2 separate regions of the Mus musculus genome follow, and region 1 is linked to region 2. A link is a contact called in public HiChIP or PLAC-seq data. All regions are on one chromosome and are shown on one strand. Each heading gives the region's core, a stretch centred on a gene start, on an enhancer-like site or on the middle of the called end of the contact. The rest is flanking DNA. Distances are from core to core; before and after follow the strand shown. Region 1 overlaps Morrbid (myeloid RNA regulator of BCL2L11 induced cell death). Region 2 overlaps Acoxl (acyl-Coenzyme A oxidase-like).

Region 1 (6,082 bases), core at 3,444-5,943, 450 kb before region 2:
GCCATGTCCTTACTCTGTATCTGAGGTGGTGATCTTTTTTCCCCAATGTCTATCATCCCTGGTTTAGCCTAGCCTTTGCTCATGTTTTAGTCTTGTCTTGGCTCATGTTGTAGTTTGCTTTTCTGTTGCTATGAAGAACACCATGACCAATAGCAACTTAGGGGGAAAAGTATTTATTTCTTCTTACACCTCTTCCGGTCCTTTCACTGAAGTATCAGATCAGCTACCATGGCTCAACTGTTCTATACAAGACATGAATTTGGAAAGGCATCCCCTTGACCTCTTTATGAAATGACCATGTGTGTCATTGAAGGCTGGGGACAGAGTGCGTCCCTAAAGATAATCTTCAAGTTTGCCATTATCCACACATTTACAGGTGCCCTTGGTAACACAGGGATTGACCATGGTGCCTAACTGTCAGTCATGGGACATTGCATAATAGCATGTGTGACAGTGGTTATCTAGGCAATGGGGGTTGGGGGAGGAGGCAGGTGGAAATGACTCAGTTCAAACTTCCCCCATGATTATCCTTCCGTCTCACCTCCATTCTTTCAATCCCCCTCTCTCCAGAACAGGGACTTTGGCAGTCAGTTACTGTGGCAGCTACATTTCCAGCTTGACAGAATTTAGAGCCATCCAGGAAGAGAGCCTCTGAGGTCATCTTCGAGGGAGTTTCTAGGTTGGGTTTATAGGGGTGGGGAGACCAACCTTGAATGTTAGCAGCAGCATTCCACCGTTCCACCAGCTGGGGTCTCAGGCTGCAGAAAACAAAGGAAGCTGAATACTTGCTTTCAACTCTCTGCTTCCCGAGTGTGAATGCAGTGCCCGAGTCCTGCTGCCATGCCTCTCCGCCCCGATGGACTGAACCCTGGAGCTGCTAGCCCAGATAAAGCCTCCATGAAGTAGCTCTTGTTCCAACCAGAGGAAAGTAACTAATATAGCAATCCTCACTTTTGGAACACGACCTTTGGGTACCATTGCCTTAGTCACCTGTGTGCAGTTTTATCCTCAAAGTTTTTGTGGCAGGTGTCTTGCCTTCCCAGCTGGCACTATCTACCCCTTTGTTTTATTTTTTAGTATATGCATGTGGGCCTGAGTGTATGTGTGTGTGTGTGTGTGTGTGTGTGTGTGTGTGTGTGTATGTGTGCTCCGCCTGGGTACATGTGCCTTCAGAAGCCAAAAGAGGACTTCAGAACATAGGTGGTTGTGAACCATGCAGTGGGCTTCCTTTGCAAAAACAGCAAGTGCTTTTAACCCCAGCCCACAGCTTGTGTTACCCTCTGAGACTGGACTGACAACTGGGTGGCTCATCTCATATCCCCAGGGCTTGGGGGTGGGGGCGGGGTCTTTGAACTTCACTCAAAGTGCCTGCTCACAGCCATGCTCGAGGAAGGGAACATGAGGCCCAGTGTACAATGCTGCTACCCAGCATAGACATGGACCTTCTGGGCGACATGAAAACTCACTTGTCCAAACATATCTCATCTGCTGTTTATGCTCAACACAAACCTCACCCTTGCTCAGAGCTCTGAACACAACAGACTGGCCAGTTGGAGGAAGGACACATGACCACCTCTCTGAGATCCTGTACAGGCGATAAAGACAGGCAGTGCTCCCAGCTCCTCTCACCCACCCCTGCCTGTGTCTAGCCTCCAGGATAATAAGACTCCTCTCCCTATGACAATTTGCTCCTTCTGGGGCTCAAGTGGAAATTGGTGTCAGGGGTTGGGTGTCTTGCTGAAATAGGTGTGTGTGTGTGTGTGTGTGTGTGTGTGTGTGTGCGTGCGTGTGTGTGTGTGTGTAGTGTGTGTAGTGTGTTTAGGAATGGCAGAGAGTAAGAGTTACCACTGTAGCCAATGCACTGTAAAGTCCCTGTCCCCATCCCTGTCCCTGTCCACCTCTCCTGATGGAAGCATGGTGTCCTTTGGGGGTTTCAGACTTTGATTTCATCTCCTGAAGAGAGTAAGAGAGATCAGCCATGATGCCTAAACTGTAGGTAGGGAATCAAATTTCTTTGGAAAATTGAAAAGGGCCTCTGGTTATGGAGGTGGTGAGAAACTGGTGTTCCTGGGGCACACTTAGTGGGTCAAGAATGTATGTTAAAGGTCCATTCAGATTTACTCCACACACAAAAGTCACAGCTAATCAAACTGAGTGTCCATGAGAAGTGCTAGCCTAGGGGTAGATGCAGAATTCCTGGTCACCTTGAGCCTCTAGTGAGCTGCGCATACCCAACTTTGGTGGATTCTGTTTTCTGAGACTGTACGGGCGCGTTATTTCTCAGGAAGATGGCTGTTGTCCTGGCCTTGGGCTGAGGCAATCTTTCTTTGACCTCAGAGAATTGAATGAAAAGCTTTGGGATCCATCCAAGGCTGTCCTAGGCACACTTCCATCCAGCTGTCCTTCCTGCCTTACCTGGAAAGGGGCCTTCAGAGCCACCATACTGATTTGCTGCTGGCCTTCCCAGAAGCTCTTGAGCCAAGCAAGAGGTCTCTTTGAGCCTGCAAATGAAATGAATGAAGAACTAGAAGGTCTTGCTTTAATTCATGTTTTTATATAAGACTTTAAAAAAAATGGAACTGTATAAAATGGTATTCAGACTATCATAGACAGTTTAAGTGGTACCGGTGACTGAACCCAGGGCTTTGTGCATGCTAGGCAAGTACTCTATTAAATGAGCTATATCGCAACCCCAAGAAAAGACAATAAAGTCCCTCCAGAGAAGGTAGGGATTGGATAACAGGGAAGGCATAGTGGCCATTCTCCAGTCTCTAGCCCAGTCTCAGGGGGCCATTGTGATAAGCTGTATCAATTAAGAGTCAGCATCAGATATGCTCTTGGGGACCTGTGCTCCAGCCCTGAGGGTGATAATCTGATATGAAGCACCATGTGCTTTGTGTGAGACCAAAAGCCACCAGAGTCTCCGGGGCACCCAGTGCTATTTACAAAGCAGATAGAATCAGGACTATTTCAGTAGCTATTGAGACATGCTCGCAGTCTGCCTGCTGGTGTCTGCCCCAACTCACCTCACTGGAATGCAAATAGGGCCCGTGTGACTTCCTGAAGGTTCCTCAGCGCATCCCCAGGTGACATGGGGTTATAGAGAGGAATCCATGACTAGCTTGTCTGGTGCCTTACAGAGACTAGACTGACAGGAGACTCAGCCAAGGAGGAACGGGCTCTATTCAGCGTGAACAGAGTGACTAAAACTCTTCACTACGAGCAACTTTGATCTTCCTGAGCAGGGACATTGACCCTGACAGAACAGGAAGCAAATGGGTGCTTACTGGAGGGGATTGAGTTGGTGGGAGAGAAGTGAGCAGGAGTCACAGGCTGTGAGGCACCAGGTAGAGCCTCAGTGTATGTCTGGGATTGACTATGTCTCTGAAAATGGATATGTTCCCAGCAGCTTAGAACATGTCCTTTTTCTATAACAGTGCCATTACAGATCTAACTACCTCGAACAAGGGCCTTTGGAGTAGGATGACTGGTGGCGTTAGAACCTGGGGCTCAAAGAAATGGCTCAGCGGTCCAGAGTGCTGGCTGCTTTTCCAGAGGTCCTGGTTCTATTCCCAGCACTCCCATAGCTCACAACCATCTGGAATTCCAGGAGATCCAGCATCCTCTTTTGACCTTCCTGGGCTCCAGACGTTAATGTGGTACACGGATATATGTGCAGGCAAAACACCCATACAAAACAAAACAGGCAGGTGGACATATATACCCAGGTCCTAGGAGGCTGGAGACACCGAGCCTCAGCCAAAGGATCACCAGAAGATGAGGGAAAGGCCTGGAGCAGACCCTTCCCTTGGAAGGCACACAGCCTGGCTGAGCCTTTGCCTTTGGCCTCTAACCTTCAGACCTGAGAGACAGATGGCTGCTGTGCAGCACTGCAGAGCCTCAGACCTAGCGTTTGATCAGAGCGTGTAGCTCGTATGTGTTTCAACATGCGGGGGGAGGGGTGCTCCGAGGAGTCTCAGGTCCACTTCAGTGTGGATTAGCTCCTCGAAGGCTGTCTCCTGACAGTGAGTGTGTGCTGTCAGCCTGTTAGCAAGAAATCTTTTTTGAATATTTAGGTGAATCAAATAGTCTTGCTGTGTCTACATTTTTCTTAAAAGTAACAGCAATTCAAGAAAAAGGAGCCATGATTTTTGAAAGAAAGCAAGGGGGATGGGCACATGAGATGACTTGACAGGAGGAAAGGAAAGGAAGAAATGATGTAATTATATAATAATCTCAACAAATAAGAATTACTTTTTAAAGTGGCTGAATAATGAGAGGTTTGAAAGTAGATTTTGGACTTACATTTGCTAAGAAAAGGGGGGGTGCGTGAAAAAAGGAAAGGTGTGTCTCTTACTTATACAGAACAGGGTATCCTCTGGGGGGTCCTGAGCCCAGGGCTGGTGGCTCACGGCGGCTAATCTCAGAGTCTCGTACCATCCGAACTTTCACCCACTCTGCCGCTCTCCTTTCCCTTTCTCTGAAGTCCGAGTTCCTCAGGGAGCCAGTGATGCTTCCCCCACAGGGGATGGTTTCCACCGAGCAAGCGAGGACCACTCTCCAAGGGACAGCAGCAGCAGCAGCAGCAAGATAGGATAACTTTTGGCTTGTTGCCTAGTTGTTAAACCAACATGGTGGAGAACCCTCAGAAACACAGGCTCCAACAGCACATTCAGAAAAACAGGAACCATCAATTCATGAGAACTTGTAGAGAAAAATAGTTTAAAGAACCGAGAAGGTGCCACATTATAGTGAAAGAGTGCTGGTTTTTAGAAGTTACAGAAATGATCTCGCAGGCCCCACTGAGGCAGTTACACAAGACGTAACCGCACACAAACAAGGGTGTTTCTTATAATATCACAGCATTTACAGGCAAGGAGCTGCTTTCTGAGCATTTCGTGGAAAGTTATTTTAGTCTCGGGACTAGCCTTCTGCCATGAGTATTTTTCAAGGATGTGAAACTTTGACTTCAAAGTCAGAAGGTGGGGAGCTAGGACTCAAGGCTGGACGTGGTCTGTACAGCGGGTCTCTGGTGGCAGGCTGCCAGCCGGGTGTCCCCTTGCACTGGGGTTCAGGAATTTACAGGTACCTGTCCTCTTCTGAAGTTAGGGGGATACTCTTGTGGCCAAGCAGAGATTGTTTCCACCAGGGGCCTGCAGAACATAGCCATTTCCTACATAAATACTTAGCAAGTCTTTTCCTGTAAAATGGGCTGTTATCTAAAGCACAGCAAAAGCTGTATGTTTATAAGATTGAGTGCCTTGCTGGTATTCTGAGGTAACTGCTAAAGAGACATCAAAGTATGAGGCAAACGATGTCCTGACAACAGAGGTGCCCAAGAAGCCACCACTCCAGGATCTGAGGAAGTCAGGACAGAAAGCAGGGTAGCAGTGGGCAGCCCAGGAGAGACAGATATGCCCAGTGCTGGACACAGGCCTGGACACAGGCCAGGCCCAGGGCAGGCAGGATCCTGGGAGACCAGTGGACTCTCAATGTCTCAGATTCAAGTACCTGTGCACTGAAAGGTAGCTAAGCAAAAGCCAGGAGAAAATAGGTCTTATTTTTCTGGGTCCCTCAGTAAGTGGGGAAACGGAAAGATAACCTCGCATAAGAACGCACACACCTATGAAACAGACTCACGATGCAGAAGATGGGGGATCTAAAGCTCTGGAGTGTGCCAGAAGCTGGGATCTGGGCTCACACTGGAGCCATCCTGGGAGCCACCAGTCAAAGAGGTCTTTCCAGATTGTTCTGCTTCAGAGTTAAGTCCCGCACTCTCCGGCTCTGAGCCCTGAGCCCATGACAGATCCAGGCTCGGCTGGCCTCTGGAACGTACATCCTGTGTAATTTCAAAAAGGTGTGTGCTTGTTTAAATGCTCTGTGGCCTCTGTCTTGCATCTCTGAATGTATGTCTGATATGCATGTCTGTGTGCACCTTCTGGAGCCCTGCTTCTCAGCTTTTCTGGAAGGAGCCTGGAGGTGACCATCTCAGCTCAGCGAGCCCCCTGCATCTGTCCATCTCCTCCCCACTCCCCAGCACTGAGATTACAGATGCAAGCCGCCCCACCTGCCTTTGCACGTG
Region 2 (6,108 bases), core at 2,449-4,948:
GAGACACATTCCATGGGCAAGAACCAGTTCCTGATACTATTAATGATACTTAATATTAAATGCTTGCAGACAGGAGCCTAGTATAACTGTCCTCTGAGAGGTTCCACTCTGCAGCCCATGGAAACAGATACACAGACCCAAAGCTAAACATTAGATGGAGCTCAGGGAGACTTGTGGAAGAATTGGGAGAAGGATTGAGGGACCCAAAGAGGACAGGGACTCCACAGGAAGACCAACAGAGTCAACTAACCTGGACCCTTGGGGCCTCCTAGAGACTGAATCAAGCACGGGCTGGACCTAGCCCCTCATACTCTGGGACATATGTAGCAGATGGGCAGCTTGGTCTTCATGTAGGTCAACACCTGGAGCAGGGACTGTCCCTGAACCTCTTATCTGTCTATGGATCCCATTTCCCTAACTGTGCTGCCTTGGATGGTCTCAGTGGAGGAAGATGGGCCTAGACCTGCAGTGTCTTGCAGTGCAAGGGTGGGTGATACCCAGAGGGCCTCCCCCTTCTCAGGGGAGAAGGGGGGATGGAAGAAGGAGCTGGGTGGGGGGGGTACTGGGAGGAGAGGGGAGTGGATATTGAGATATAAAGTGAATAAACAAATACATTAATGAGAAAAAAAATCCTTCCTTAAGTTGTTTTCTTTTTTTCAGGATGTTTTATCACAGTAACAGAAAACAAAACTAATATAATCGGTTCCCCAATGTGAGCATAATTTGTGATGATCCCATTTCCTCTTTGACCCTTTCTGGGTCCAATCATAATAATAGTTACAGGCCAGAGAGACCACCAAGAGTCCACATGGCAGGGTTCAGAGTATATCTTATCATGTGACATGGAGGTCAGCTACTTCACTTCAGGACTGCTGGCTGATTTCATAAACTTGAGAGATTTCACAAGAATATATATGCCCTCCCACCCTTCCTTGTAAAGCACTTATATCCACTCTCATGCTGGGATATACTGTGGCTTATGCCCACCAAACCCTTGCTCAGGGCATAGCTATCTTTTCACACTAAGCCTCCAGAATCTGCCACTCACTGAGTTTACTGATGCCTTGGGAGGCACTGGTTTTCTAGCCCCATTGTCTTAGCCAAAGTTCTATTCCTGAGAAGAGATGCCATGACTCTAATAAAAGAAAGCACTTAATTTGTAATTATCACTACCTCCTAACCTATTGATTAGTCTGTGATGCATAGCCACACATAGGCATTTAAAATATAGTAGCCAGATGATTGGGAATTTAACTCAAATGCTTCTGACATCCAAGAGTCCACTTGAGCTTTGCTTGAATTCTCAATGATGTTTCACACACTTTCCTCACCCAGGGCCTCTGTCCATCCATGCAGGGCTCACTGCCTCCACTAGCCCCAAGCCCAGCTACCATATATCTAACTGGACTCACTTGTGGTGGTTCAGCCACGTATTCTGTGGTGGTTTAAATAGGTATGGCCCCATAGACTCCTGTGTTTGAATGCTTGGCCATAGGGAGTAGCACTACTAGGAAGTGTGGTCTTGTTGGAGAAAATCTTGCCTTGGCAGAAGTATGTCACTGCAGGGGCCACCTATGCCCAGTATGAAAGACAGTCCCCTTCTGCAGCCAACAGAACAAGATTTCAGCTCTTTCTCCAGCACCACGTCTGCCTGGATGCTGCCATTCTTCCCACCATGATAATAATGGACTAAATCTCTAAAACTGTAAGCCAGCCCCAATTAAATATTTTCTTTTATAATAGTTGCCATGGTCATGGTGTCTGTTCACAGCCATAAAACCTGAAGACAGAAGTTGGTACCAGGGACCGGAGTATTGCTATGATAGGCCTGACCATGATTTTGTTTGGAGGAATGTGTATTGGGGGATTTTGGTTTAGCAAGCCAGTGGAATGCTTTAAGTGCATTTGAACTGTAGGAGCCTGGCTCAAGAGGCTTCAGAGGAGAAGACTAGTGGTACACACATTTAATCTCAGCCCCTAGGATACAGAGGCATGCTCATCTCTGAGATCAAGGTCAGCCGAACAGAAAAGGAAAGCATCAAAAACAGGAAGTTAGTGATGATGTAATTGAACAAGGGGGCCATGCTGCAGCCCCAACAAAAAGCAGAGCTCATCAGCTTCGGCCATGTGGTTCTGTCTTTAGAGTCAAGGATAGAAGAAAAGGGTTGTAGAAGTCCCCAGCCCCCAGACTGAGGAAAGTCACTAGGGCCAAGTGTATGTATTGGCAGGGGTGTCCCTTCAAGAGGCCATTGTGAGAAGCAATAAAAGTGAAGTCTGGGCTGCCTTTGGGACCCCAAGTGCCAGAGCCATGGTATACCTGCCAAGGAAACCTGTTAACAGGACGTGGAACCAGACTGAGAAAAAGAAATGTGTTGCTGTCAACAAAGCTGAAAGGAGTTGGAGATCTGATGCAGAGGCTGGAGTTTGTCCAGCTGGTTTTGGTCTTGCTTTGGTCCAGAAGTTCCCTACTATGCTCTCTTCCATATCTTTTGAAACAGTAATGTATATCCTGTGCTATTATATGTTGGAAGTATGTGATCTGGTAAAGTGTGCAATTTTGATTTTAAAGGATTACAGTTAAGAGATTGCATGAATCTCAGAAGAGGCTTTGAACTTTGGAGTTTTAAACATTGTTGAGACTGTGATAGGCTATGGGAACTTTTGAAGATGGACTAAATGCATTTTGCATTATGTTATGGCTACAAGCTTATGGGGGCTAGAAGCTGGAATGGTAGTTTGAATAGTGTGGTTCTTTAAATGTAATTGGCCCCCATAGGCCCATAGGGAGTGGGTACTATTAGGAGGCATGGCCTTGTTGGAGTAAGTGTGGTATTCCTGGAGGAAGTGTGTCACTGTTGGGGTGAGCTTTAAGGTCTCCTATGCTCAAGCTATGCCCAGTGTGGCTCACAGTCTCTCTCTGCTGCCTTCACATCAAAATGTAGAACTCTCAGCTCCCTGCAGCACCATGCCTGCCCGCATGCTGCCGTGTTTCCGGCCATGCCAATAATGGACTGGATCTCTGAAACTGTAGGCCAGCACCAATTAAATGTTTGCCTTTATTCAAGTTGCTATGTTCATGGTGTCTCTACAAAGACCCAAACTAAGACAAATTGGCAAGGTCCCCATCAACTCATGTGTTTGCATGGTTAGCTCATAGGGAGTGACACTATCAGGAGGTGTGGCCTTGTCGGAGTAGGTCTTGCCTTGAAGGAAGTATGTTACTGTGAGAGTGGGCTTTGAGATTTCCTATGCTCAAGCTACACTCAGTGTGGAAGACAGTATCCTGCTGCTGCCTGTGGATCAAGATGCAGAATTCTCAGCTCCTCTAGCACCGTGTCTGCCTGCACACTGCCATGCTTCCTGCCATGATAATGGACTAAACCTCTGAAACTATCAGCCAGCCTCAATTAATTTTTTTTAATAAGAGTTGCATGGTCATGATGTCACAGCAATAAAACCCTAACTAAGACACATCCCCCTCCCCAACTGAGACTTTTCTGATATTTCTCCCTCTCTCTAACATATCCCTTCCAAAACCCAAACAGAAACAAACCAATAAAAGCAAAGTTGCTTCTCCCTAGAATGCCCTCAGTAATCTTCCTGTGATCCCTCCAGTGCCAATGTCTCTCCCTTGCAGCCTGACACTGCATGTGTCTCTACTAACTGACTGCTCCTGATGCTTCTCCACTGGAGCCTTGCTTGATCCTGGAGTGTTTGCCCCGCCTCCCAGGGTGAGCTCATTCCTAAAGATAGCAAATGATGTCCCCATGACAACATCTTCCAAATGCAAGCTAACAAATTCAGAGGCCCCAATACCTCCTTCACGAGGCTATCACAATGTAGGCCACTGTTACCCTGCACAGGTCACCCCAGGTGACACCAAGGTAGTGTCAGACCAAGGAGAGCCCCCTGCCAATATCAGAAGCCTCCCAAAGCATCCAACGAGTCATTCCTAATCTGCTTAGCCTGCTTAGCCTGCTTAGTCCATGCTTTCTGCTGGCACCCTCTACCTCCCGACTGATGCTAGTGTTTTGTGTTGTTTTTCTGGAATGTCTGCTTATTAATAGTTGTTACAGAGAAATAACTTTGACAAGGGAACATGGGTAGTCAGTTAGGATAGAAATTAATGAGAAGAATGAGAGAGGAGAAGAGAGGAACCCACCTCATGCCAACAGCCATACCCTGACTTTCTTCTATGAGAACAGAAAAAAAAAAAAACCCCAAATCAGTGGATGAGCAGAAAGCAGGGTCCACAACTCCTTCCCTCTGGCCTCAGATGCTGACAGTCCCAAAGCACCAAAAGGGAGTTTCCACTGGCTTCTGACCTGTCTGATGTTCTATCTGGCTGTAGAGGTGGGAAATGTGACAATAAAGATTAATGGCTTTTGTGCTCAGAGATGCTACCAGAGGTCAGCCCTAAGACTGCCACCATTATCCCCAAGCTTGTTGTCTGGCTGCAAGAGAGGCAGCAGAGACAGGGGATATCAAGACACTGGTCAGAGAAGTCATAGCCCACATGGCAACCTTGACTGGCTATTCTGCACTCAGCATCATGTTTATGGACCCAGTCGGGCACACTGAAGGCTCCTTCCCTGGTTGCCAGCATCCTGGCATGCTGCCCTGAACACAGCTCACAGGGCTGTAATCCCTGCAGCTGGCCAGCAATTACTGCCTGCCAGACGTTTTTATTGTTCCAGAATATGATCTATATGGACACAATATTCTTCCTGTCTTTCCTCCACTGGGTTACTATTTTTTGTTAAAAATACATGTAAAGGGTATATTTTTCTCTATAAAAACAATTCTCATTTCAGCACTCCCTCCAAAGAAAAAGAATCCAAGTCACTTAGCTTTCTCATGATCTTTAAAAAAAAAACAAAAACAAAGAGCCGAGTATGTATGCACGCTGATATCCACGTGAAAATCAATCCAGGGCTCAGAGAGAACTGCGAATGATGCCATTTAAGATTATAGATCTGAAACGCTATTTCTGGGCTCTGGCAACAACTAAGGAATAGAGGAAACATTTATTTTTGGTTGTTGTATTTCATCCCCACTCAATTGTGAACACGGCCGCTTGAAGCAACATTCGCAGAAAGTGACACGGCTATTAATCACCAAGGCAGCTTCTGCAGGCGCAGCCTCTTGGGGGGGACTACACTGCCTGCCTTCTCTACTCTCCCTCTGGTCTCTTCTCCCAAAGGAGGCCAGTGACCTACTAAAAAGATAATTGCTTCCCATGTTTCCTGCTCCGAAGCATCATTGCATCAGTCTGCTGTGAATGACATCCAGTCACCCTGAAGGAGAAAATCCTATGTGGCTGAGCCTCTGTCCTTGACTCTGAGATATCTTGGAGTATAAGCTCAGGGTGCTAGGTAGTTCACAGGCATTTCTGCAGCCAGAAGGGAGAAGAGAAACTTGCCTCCTTCAGGGTTGAGGTGCTTGACCTCTGCAGACAGAAGCTGGGGCCCAGACACACTCCCATGTCCACTGAGAATTGTTAATAATTCAATTTCAGGTTACAGTCAAGGGATCAGGTGAGAGCCCTCAGTGGGACACATACATCCCATTCCCATATGACTTCACAGAGATAGCCCAACCGCTCAGAGAGCCTTCAGTCCAACCCTTTCTGTTTCTCCTCTTTTGGGGGAACACTCCTAGATTTAAGACTTAGAGTGCAAATATTTTATAAAACAAAGCATGCATGTGTGTATGCATACTTGTATGTGGTATATGCGTGTGTGCAGCACACATGTATAGGTATGCTTGCCCATGTGTATGCATGTAGAGGCCAGAGGCAGGCATCAGGTCCTCTGTTTTCAACTTATGTTTTGAGACAAGTTTTCTCACTTAACCAGAGCTGGGTGCTGTGCTCAGGCTGAATAGCCACAAGCCCTTGGGCTCTGCCTAATTCTATGCCCCCAGAACTGGAGTTACACATATATACCACCTATATACCACCATGCCTGGCGAAAGGTGGCTTCTGGGAATCTGAACTCAGATCCTTGTGCCTGCATAGCAAACACTTTACCCACTGAGCCATCTCCCTGGAATCAACGCAGAACATTTTAAGCCCACTATCATAGCACTGTGTTACTCTAAAAGTCC

Evidence for each region. HiChIP or PLAC-seq counts read pairs in DNA pulled down with a chosen protein or histone mark.
Region 1: a contact with region 2 is called in an H3K4me3 HiChIP or PLAC-seq map of bone marrow-derived macrophages, with 6 times the contacts expected there. The contact joins two enhancer-like sites. A contact is called at or near these places in 1 of 484 Hi-C or Micro-C datasets (bone marrow-derived macrophages), 7 of 115 datasets of contacts at active chromatin or transcription factors (CD8 T cells, acute myeloid leukemia, bone marrow-derived macrophages and 4 more) and 1 of 9 other capture datasets (embryonic stem cells).

Annotation. Positions count from the first base shown.
Region 1 is chr2:128,413,567-128,419,648 of GRCm38.p6, reverse strand. All of the region lies in intron 1 of Morrbid (myeloid RNA regulator of BCL2L11 induced cell death), which reads left to right. Among named protein-coding and RNA genes, the nearest start is that of Gm14010, 6.1 kb to the left of the region's middle. Within about 2 kb of position 4,693, at least 51 of the 459 cell types and tissues checked have an H3K27ac peak or open chromatin away from gene starts, as enhancers often do. A contact at or near this core is called in bone marrow-derived macrophages, where this site is marked.
Region 2 is chr2:127,959,876-127,965,983 of GRCm38.p6, reverse strand. The region is part of intron 9 of Acoxl (acyl-Coenzyme A oxidase-like); the gene reads right to left. Among named protein-coding and RNA genes, the nearest start is that of Acoxl, 110 kb to the right of the region's middle. Within about 2 kb of position 3,698, at least 52 of the 459 cell types and tissues checked have an H3K27ac peak or open chromatin away from gene starts, as enhancers often do. A contact at or near this core is called in bone marrow-derived macrophages, where this site is marked.